Regions from separate parts of the Mus musculus genome. Here region 1 is linked to region 2. The links are chromatin contacts, called in public Hi-C maps. All regions are on one chromosome and are shown on one strand. Each heading gives the region's core, a stretch centred on a gene start, on an enhancer-like site or on the middle of the called end of the contact. The rest is flanking DNA. Distances are from core to core; before and after follow the strand shown.

Region 1 (4,848 bases), core at 33-2,532, 170 kb after region 2:
TTTGGAGAAGAGTTCACAGTGGTGCAGTTAGTGGCAGCCTGACTAGAACTATTAGCCAACCACAGTTTGCTAGTAAATCTACCAGAGGTGCAGTGTTGCTGCAGAATTCTGTAACTGCTACATCCATTTCCACATGGCTGTTAGAAACAAAACCAGAAGATATATTTTCATTCAATAATAAAAATTGTGTGCAATCTCTACATACACTGAAGTGAAGAGTGGTTTCGGAGATATACCTTTTGGTAATTCAGTGTAATCAAAAACAGGTTTTTAAATCTTCACTGATACAATGAAAAAAAATAAAAAGAACCAGCACTTACTGTACAAGTAGATAAAAACATCTATATGAAGAATAACATAAAATTTTTGAAGAAATATCAAATTCTAAAAATAAGTTTGTTTTATTATACCTAAGCATTTCTAAAATTTGATGTTGCTATTTACATATTAAAAATTATAAACTTTAAAACATCGAAATTCTCTATGGCTCTACTGCAAATAGGAAGAGACAACTAGTGTACGTAAGTGAAGAGAACTCCAGTCTCTACAGTTGCTTATGCACGTCATTTCCAAAATTACAGTCTAAGCCTAAGAAACACATTGCTGCAATGACTGCAACAGACCAATAAGTAGTTGGTTAACAAAAGGAATATCACAAGTAATTTCCAGTACAGTTACATAGTGCTAGTTAAAGAACTGAGAAACTGAGTTTACAGTTATTTCAACTAAAAGTAAAACCAAATACTTTATGTATAGAAGCCTTCTGTTTGTCACTGGGAGCTTTTTGCACTTTCATTCTAAAGGCTGTCTGTCATCTTGGATCCCATTTTTCAAGGAATGCAATCTATTGTTAAAAGATATGTCACAACTTGGATTTCAGACTTTAGTGTTTCAGAAATATGTTTATATACCTCATAATGCAATTATAGCTAGCTACCTTAGGACAGATAAGGTAAATGTCAGCAATATACTAGGAATAGAATGGAAAATGAAGCAGTCCACGAGTTCTTGTGGGGATGATGTCTCTGCAAAGCTGCTCAAGGCTTCAGAGTTTGAAGTTACATTTTTGATGTTGTCACTCTCAATCTATTGAATGGCTGACAGACAATCAAACCCGTCTGGCTGGCTGGCAGCTCATTTTGCTGGCAGGTGGCAAACAATTAGACACACCAATTTGTGCCTCCTGATGACATTAAAGCATGAAACTAAGTTGTATGCAGGGCCTAGTGATTTGTGTGAAAGCATTTCAAAAATAATACTCCTCGCCGTGGCAACTCATTTCAGACTGCCACCTCCCATTACGGCTTTGAGTAGTGAAGACGACAGACTTGAGTTACGTGCAGCGCAAGGCCGCTTCTGTTCAATCCGTCATCAGTGCCCCTGAGACCTCAATCCCCTCCTTTCATCAATATCACCTCATCATTTACATTTGCTAGGACTTGAGCTACTGCATATATTAACTACATGGAAACTCTTCCTCAAAAGAATAAAAACATGAAAAGCATGCTTTGTGCTCTTCCATTTCATCCTAACTTGTTAACAATTTCAAATAATGATTTCATTCCTATTGCATTTTGCACAAGTGCAACCAGGAACACAGGAAAAGTCCCAGTGTTCCAAAATAACATTCTGAAAAGTATAAATGCTGTGTGTGTAACTGAGAGGAGTGACCATTAAGGTGACAGCTGTAAGTTTTAATAAAGAAATCTGAATATAAATCCAAATCAATACAAAAATATTTTCCTTAATTATCCTGAATCCTCTCTCCTATAAATCTCAAAAATTACCTGGATTTATTCATTTGTGTTTTCACAAAAAGTAAAGATATACTTTAAAATTAAATCAGACAACTTCAATTAGCTTATTAATTTGTGTTATTTAATATTAGACTGATAGTCTTATGTGTACACAGAAAAAGGCATAGATTGGCACAAAGTGATAGGGATAAACATACTCATATCCTATAAACATAAATTGGACATGTGAAATAGAGATGTAATGTGAAATCCAGAAGGAACAAACACCATTTGAATAAACATGAGAAAACAGAGTTAACAACTGTTTAATCAAGACTTTTCAGAACAGAAAGGCATTTTCTACACTTCATAATATTATAATTTGCCACTTCTTAGAAACTTTTAATAATCATTTTATATGACTATTTGTGAAAGTGACATTACTTAACTATTTAGTAATGCCTTAATAATGCTTATTCTTCTTTGCCTAATATTAATCTTAATATTTTAGCTTAAGAAACACTCATAAATTAAATCTTTATAACTAAAGCTGACAGCACTTTCTTATCAATAATCTCTCAAATTTTTGATATAAAGATACGTTTTAAAAATCAATAACAAATATAATAAACCTATACCTTCTTTTATCAACATACAAACATAATTTCAACTATATAGCAAAACCAATAAGCAAGCACTCTTGTTGGTAATTAGTGAATACCTGCAGTATTTTTCTGAGGCTGCATTTGATTAAATTGTAAGATATATTAAATGCAATGATTCATTGTATCTATATCATTTTATTTTGAATCTCTGAGATACTTTAATTGCATATAAAATGGGTTAAAAAAAGAATCGGTTGCCTCCAAATTTTTTGAATGATTTTATATTTAAATGTAGATACATGGGACAGGTTCTAAGTTATGTTCGAAATGCCTTTCAAGAATATTTATTTTCAAGTATCTAAATCTTTTATACTGATGAAGGAATTACAATCTTTTTTTAACAACCAAAAATACAAACCTCTTTTTGTATTTTTCAATAAAGATTAACTCAGAATTAAAATTAACTGTGGCTACTTAAAGGAAGTTACTTAAGCTATAATAATCATTATAATATTTTATAACAGTATAATAGAATTTGAGAATCAGAGTTGATTTGGGAGAGAGTTATCATTTCCATTTCATATGGAGAAAAGTAAAGCAAAGAGGAAAATAGATTCCTCAATGTGTGATCATTCTTGAGTAGTAGGTTCTAACCCTACACTATGCTCACCATTTCCAGTGTGATATGCCTCATGCCAGACTCAATCCTGCAGACTAGCACTTAGACAGTCTTTGAAGTAAGAATCAACATTGATAAATGAGATGTTATTGAGAACCTCCTACTGTTTTGCAAGTTCAGAGAGCTTACGATGCATAGGACCCTGAGGATTAGAAGGTCAGTACATACCTGTCAAAGGAATGGAACTGCATAGGAAGAATAGCGTGTGCTTCTCTCTTCAGTGCCGGATCTGGGTATGGAATAGGCTCAGGGCCACACTCAGCAATCTCAACTGGGGCAGCCACAAGACTTTTTAGTATCTCCTTCACATTAATACCTTTGGTTTGACTAATGCTAGATATGGACGGTGCAGGCTTCAGCATTTCACTGGGATGTTCAGTTAAGCTCTCCTGTGATTTCTTTACTTCTGATGACAAAGTGGATAAAAGTTCACTCATTGCATCAGGACCTGCAGCAGGCTCCAGCTCTGCCCCATCCAGGATGCTAGCTACTTGCTCCTCTCCCATTCCGGAATCTGTGTGAGGAACTGAACTTTCTAGCTGAATATCTTCACCAGGGGTTGGTGTTTCCTTCTCCTTTACAGTGTCTGGAAATGTAGCAGGTGTTTCTGTAATGAAAGACACTGGTCTAATTAAAGGGTTTCATGTGCACGTAAAAAGCAAATGAAACTTTCATGGTTATCATTGAACATGCACAGCACAACTTGGCTCAAATACAACATCCATATGCACCTGCCGTTTTGTTCTGGACACATAAAAACAATACCATTTCTTTAAAAAAAATTGTCTGATGTTATCTACATCATGTCTTTAAGAGCAAAACTCAACCCATTCCTTAAGCAATCAAAACACACCTCATCACCTCCGCCCACTATCTATTCACTGCTAGTTCTCAAGCAACATACAAGAAAAACAATCCTGTTATTTCCTTAAAATATAGTATTGTCCTTAAAAAAAAAAGACATTTTAAATACTTTTGGTGTTTTAATAAAGAAATGCCCAAAATACTTAAATTACCTCAAAACACATTTCTCAAATCACATATAAAATTGTGAATTTGTAAATGTAGATTTTGTCAAGTGTTTACTTCAAAAAGATATATTTATTAATTATACCACAGTGTGCCATGAGAAATTAGCAATTTTTGACCTTTATTTTTAATTATTTTAGAAATTTTTGGTAATGTTTAATGGATAAATATCAATCTCTACTTTTAAGAACATAATCAGAAACATATTTATTTTTATACAGGAATTGGGCATATGCTTCTAATCAAAATAGGTGAAAAGAAAAAGATCTTTAAACTGTTAACTCTGGGCCCATACAGAGACCGGCATGAAGATCAAGGGAATAGAACTGAAGACCCAGAAATGAACCCATACACCTACGGTCACTTGATACTTGACAAAGGAGCTAAAACAATCCAGTGGAAAAACAGACAACATTTTCAACAAATGGTTCTGGTTCAACTGGAGGTTAGTATGTAGAAGAATGCAAATCAATCCATTCCTATCTCCTTGTAGAAAGCTCAAGTCCAGTGGATCAAGGACCTCCACATAAAACCAGATACACTGAAACTAAAAGAGGAAAAAGTGGGGAAGGGCCTCAAACACATGGGCACAGGGGAAAATTTCCTGAAGATAGAATCACGAATTAAGAAAACCTCTCAGTGCTGTGACCACACTGCCTAGGTATGGGTCACAATGATTTTATTCTACTTAGAGTGCACGGAAGATTTTTATATACACCATTATTTCTTCCAAACTCCTTTTCACTGTTTTTTAACTGTCCCTTTCTTTCTCATTGCTCTCTTATCTCTTGTTACATGC
Region 2 (4,952 bases), core at 298-2,797:
TGCCACAGTTTTTTCAGCATGCAGTTTGTACTTTCTTAACAAATTAAGTATAGAGGCATTTAACCAGCATCCCTTCATTCGTGCAGCAAGTAATGGCTGTGTGTTGTATTCTTTTGGGAACTACATGGAATACAATAATTTATAAAGCATGAATTTAATAAGGAAGGACCTTACAGTATGGGGTATGAATAATTATGCCATAGAGAGAAGAGCTCATCTGAACACCGTATAAAGCAGAACACATGAATTAATCTTGCTTATTCCTTTCAACAACACCGTCTGTCAGCTACTGCTGTTGTCCCATTTTACAGATGAGAAAATAAAAAAGCTAATTCAGAAAAGTCCTTCAACAAGTACATAGCAGTCCAAAGTTAAATTATAAACCCTTATGTGTACTACCTTCTATCAAAGAAGAGGAAGAGAAGAACTCTACAGACATTCTTTGAGTGTACCATTCTCAGTCAGGTGGAGGAAGCTGGCATGGAATTGTAGAAGCGCAACTCCACGAGCTGTGATGAATGGGTATGACAGGCAGGCAATGTGAGGAAAAATGGTGGGCATGAATGCACAGATGCAAATGGCATGAGCCTGAAACATGCTTGGCTGTCGAGCAGGAGGAGGAAAGGAGAGTGGGGAGAGAGGGCACTGAGGAAGCATACTAGGCTTCCAAGATCAGCTCTGTTTAGAGGATGGCAGCAGAGCTCAGATAATGTGAGGTACAACAATGGTGTGGATCCTTTTGGTGGCAAGGGTGCACACACCATGTTGAGAAGACTGGTAAACACAGGCCTCTTCAGAAAGGTCATTCTCTGCACCAGCGTTTCAGCCTTCCGAATGCCTTGGCCCTGTAACACAGGGCATGTGATCCCAACTGAAAATTTATTTTATTGCTACTTCATACCTGTAATTTTGTTATCGTTATGAATCATAAATAAATGTCTGATATGTGACCCCAAAGAGGTTGTGATCCACTGGTTGAGAAACCCTGTTCTACAAGCATCTATCCTGGCTTGTAGTATTCGTATTTTGAAAAAAAATTAAACACTGCACTTGTCCTGCTGTTGTCCCCTCTCAGGCTTTCTGCACCCGACTTATCCCCATCTCCTTTGTCCACTTTCTGGAACTGATTTCTTCCTTCCTGTGCAAGCCAGCTGCTCTCTCTGCCTGTGAGCTTGGTGTCACTTTCCCTGCCACCTCAGCTTCTGTCTTATCTGTGCCCTCGCCAGGCCTGCCAAGGTTAAACATCAGTTTTTTTTTTCTCTCCTGTTCAGTTCTTTGGCTACACTCCCACCTGGCCTGTTGCCAGGGTGTTTGGGAAATGTACTATGATTAATAAGAGCAAGTTACTAAACAAAAACGTGTTACCTTTTGATTTTAGCAAAATCTTTCAGACACACTTTCCTAGAGGATTGCTTGTGCAGTGGCTTTAAAATAGCTGTGTTAAGGAACATCAGGTTAAGTTACTGAACCAGTGCTTTGATGCCCATGGCAGAGGACTGTCCTGCTGTCCGCTGCCCTGGCCTCCACAGTGCTACTGACAGCTTTCTTCACTGTCCGGAAGCCTGCTGTTTCTTGGAGCTCTGCAGCTGGTCTGAAGCTCTCTGCTCTCTACATTATCCATTTCCTTGGTGACCTCAGAGGTTTAAACATCAAACCTAACTCTGCTCTCTAACTTTAGATCGGTAATATATCCCTTTGAAAATGTTGTAAATCCAATAAATTTGGCCTTCAGACCTGGCTCAACTGACATGTCCTGGAAAACAGGGATGCTATTGTTTATCTTTTTATTCCATGTATTGTCATGGATTACATATAAGAAATGCTCAATATTTATTATATTGATTTGGTTGGATAACCACATACAACTGGAATATGAAGTATGAATCAGGACTTGGAAAATGGTAGCTAATGACCTACACATCCTTCCAGTTCTTGCCTTTTCTACGGTTTTCCTGGCATCTCCTATTGTAAACTAATTTTTTACATAATTACATAATCATGTGTGTGAGTGTTCTCTCTCTCTCTCTCTCTCTCTCTCTCTCTCTCTCTCTCTCTCTCACACACACACACACACACACACACACACACACTTGCACCGCATGGTTCATTTGTGGAGGTCAGAGGACAGCTTGTCAGAATTGGTTCTTGTCTGTCTTGATGCCAGGTTTAGAGACTAAACTCAGGCTGTCAGGATTGGTGGCAAGTGTCTTAATTCACTGAGTCATCTTGCTGGCCCCTTATTTCTTTGTTTTTTTGTTTGTTTTTGTTTTTCTTGATTTTTAAAAGCTATGTAACAATATAAATAGCAATAATCCACTTAACTCTTTTGTTAACCAATTGAAAGTTTAAAAAACCACCACCACCACCACCACCAGCAGCAGCAGTGATGTGAGGACATGGAGGACAGTATCTGAAAAGAAAGAAAAGTAGATTTACGTTTTGACTCCAAGTCTCTAAACTGAGCTGGTGGGTCAGCATTTCCACTGCTGCAGTCTCCGTCTCAATGTTAATCCTGTCTCCCACCTGCACTTCCCACTTGTCCACACCATTCTTCTTCCTTGGAAAATATTGCTTGATAAGTGGAGATCCTCCCAAATCCAAAATTTAAGTATAGAATTTATGTTCCCTTTTTAGCTTCTCTTTGAATTCCCAATCCACAAACATGCTGAACGAGAGCAGCACCTTGGCTGTTCTTAGCTGGCAGATGAGCTAGTAGTGTAAAATGAGAGAAAAACTTAACTTCTGAATGAAAGAACAAAGAATACTGCAATCACTATAAAATTTCCTGGATATTTTGTCTGATAAAATTTAGCAATATTTAGACAGCAAATTCATTCAAACTTTCCTCTCTTTTAAAGATTAAAAGATCTAGATTTGGGGGCTGGAGAGATGGCTCAGCAGTTAAGAGCACTGACTGCTCTTCCAGAGGTCCAAAGTTCAAATCCCAGCTCACAACCATCTGTAATGAGATCTGATGCCCTCTTCTGATGTGTCTGAAGACAGCTACAGTGTACTTATATATAATAAATAAACCTTTTTAAAAAATCTAGATTTGCCTTATTTCTATTTATAAATCAATAAAATCTTTTTTTTTTTTTTTTAAGACAGCCCTGGCTATCATGGAACTCACTCTGTAGACCAGACTGGCTTCAAACTCAGAAATCTTCCTGCCTCTGCCTCCCAAGAGCTGGGATTAAAGGCGTGCGCCACCACTGCCAGGCTCAATCAAATCTTTATTCAGTTGAAAATTATACATACGGTGCTGGAGAGATGGTTCAGGGGTTAAAAGTACTGGCTGCCTTTTCAAAGTTCTGAGTTCAATTCCTAGAACCATATGTGGCTCATAACCATCTATAACAAGATCAGATGCCCTCTTCTGGCAGGCATCTTCTGTGCATACAGATAGAGCACACATATACATAAAACAAATCTTTAAAAAAATGCATTTGTGTGTGTCTCTGTGAGTATATGCAATATTCCTCTAGGAAGGCCAAAAGAAAGCTTTGGGTCTTTTTGGTCTGAAGTTAACAGGCCACAGTGAGCCACCTAATATGGCTGCTGGGAACCAAACTTAGGTTCTCTGGAGGGGCATAAGACTCTTAACCTTTGAGCACGTTCCTAGTTCCCATGTCCCTGGCCTTGTTGTCTATCTGAACCAACAGAGTTTATTCTGTTGCAGTGTTTGAAATCTGTTAGTCATACAAATTCTTGTACTGAAGGCTAAGTGATTATGGCAATGGACTTTCTGCAGGCTCTCGCTTCTGTATGCAGCATTAAGGTACAGGGATAAAATGGTTCAAAGAACCATAAACATGCAGAAAACCTTGCTTACCCTTTGTACAGTGCAGGGGAAAGAGGTCTTTCACCCAAGCTTTGCAACATTGCTAATGTCTTTCAAAGAAAGGACCAGGGCACCTGTGGGTGTGGCAATGCAGACCAATCCTCCTCCTCTGCTCCAAGATGCTAGTATGAGCATTGTGTTCACTGCAAAGCAGTTCTTTTACCTCACATTTTCCTCCAAGTGTACAAGTCATGTACCTCTCTTAGGCAATGAGTATCTCCATTCGTGTTCTGTCTAAAATCAGTATCGTGTGAAAGCTTGGTGCCTATGTACAGAGAGCCACAGTACCAATGAGTTAGGTGATTACTGTCCTGTTTTTTCAGATTAGTGGTATGACAATAAATTCTTAGAAATCTTGTATCAACCAAAACAATTTATTAGGAAAGATCTTAATATTGGGGTATATAAAACACTTGAACCAACAAAGGATGGCTTATTCTTAAAATAAAAAAGATGTGGAAATGTTACATATGATTTGAGGCATGGCTAATGTCTAAGGGACACAGTTGAACTGTGTTGTTATTATAGTTTAAAATTTACAGTCAGGTTATCAGGACTGTTATTGCTATAAAGAGTACTTTAATCTATTTTATAGACTACAGAACTCATGGTTGAAGAGGACATATATTTTTGGAAACATAGGACTATAGCACAATCAAATGCCCACAGGTCTACCCTGGCTTGGTGGCTTTGTGAGAATGAGAAATAATGAGAATCAAAGAACACTAGGAATTAATGATGGGGCTTTTATTTTACAACTCCGTAATGAACATTTAAAAAGTTATAAAGTTAAATATTTTAGCTTTTATAAGAAATGGGCATGTGAGTGTCATCTCAGAGCGGCTAGTGAGCTCCTATGTAAGGCTAATTGTGAACCCCTTCTTTGGGTATGGCATTTATGGCTGGCAAAGCAACTTCTAAATTCAAAGAGAAAGAAGAAAAGACTTACGAAGTCTCTTAAGGCTTTCCCAACATCAAATAGCTTTTACTAAACAACATTTTGATGAGTTAAGTGTGAGTGAGTCAGAAACATATGGATTAAATTTCCCCTGAAATACACATGCGTTTCAAAATGGGGTCAAGGCTGTGGGGGTGGTGGTGGTGGTCCTGA

Evidence for each region. Hi-C and Micro-C count contacts between places; a contact is called where the count stands out from the background.
Region 1: a contact with region 2 is called in a Hi-C map of cerebellum, with 2.3 times the contacts expected there. The contact joins two enhancer-like sites. A contact is called at or near these places in 2 of 39 promoter capture datasets (macrophages and second pharyngeal arch cranial neural crest), 1 of 484 Hi-C or Micro-C datasets (cerebellum), 4 of 115 datasets of contacts at active chromatin or transcription factors (bone marrow-derived macrophages, craniofacial prominence, embryonic hindbrain and 1 more) and 2 of 9 other capture datasets (adipose tissue and pancreatic islet).

What each region holds. Positions count from the first base shown.
Region 1 is chr3:55,964,724-55,969,571 of GRCm38.p6, forward strand. It overlaps Nbea (neurobeachin), which reads right to left. Exons shown (of 58, transcript NM_030595.1): 31 at 3,189-3,627. The region is part of intron 2 of Gm31914 (a long non-coding RNA gene); the gene reads left to right. Among named protein-coding and RNA genes, the nearest start is that of Gm22784, 10 kb to the left of the region's middle. Within about 2 kb of position 1,283, at least 8 of the 459 cell types and tissues checked have an H3K27ac peak or open chromatin away from gene starts, as enhancers often do. A contact at or near this core is called in cerebellum, where this site is marked.
Region 2 is chr3:55,792,849-55,797,800 of GRCm38.p6, forward strand. All of the region lies in intron 40 of Nbea (neurobeachin), which reads right to left. Among named protein-coding and RNA genes, the nearest start is that of Mab21l1, 13 kb to the left of the region's middle. Within about 2 kb of position 1,548, at least 25 of the 459 cell types and tissues checked have an H3K27ac peak or open chromatin away from gene starts, as enhancers often do. A contact at or near this core is called in cerebellum, where this site is marked.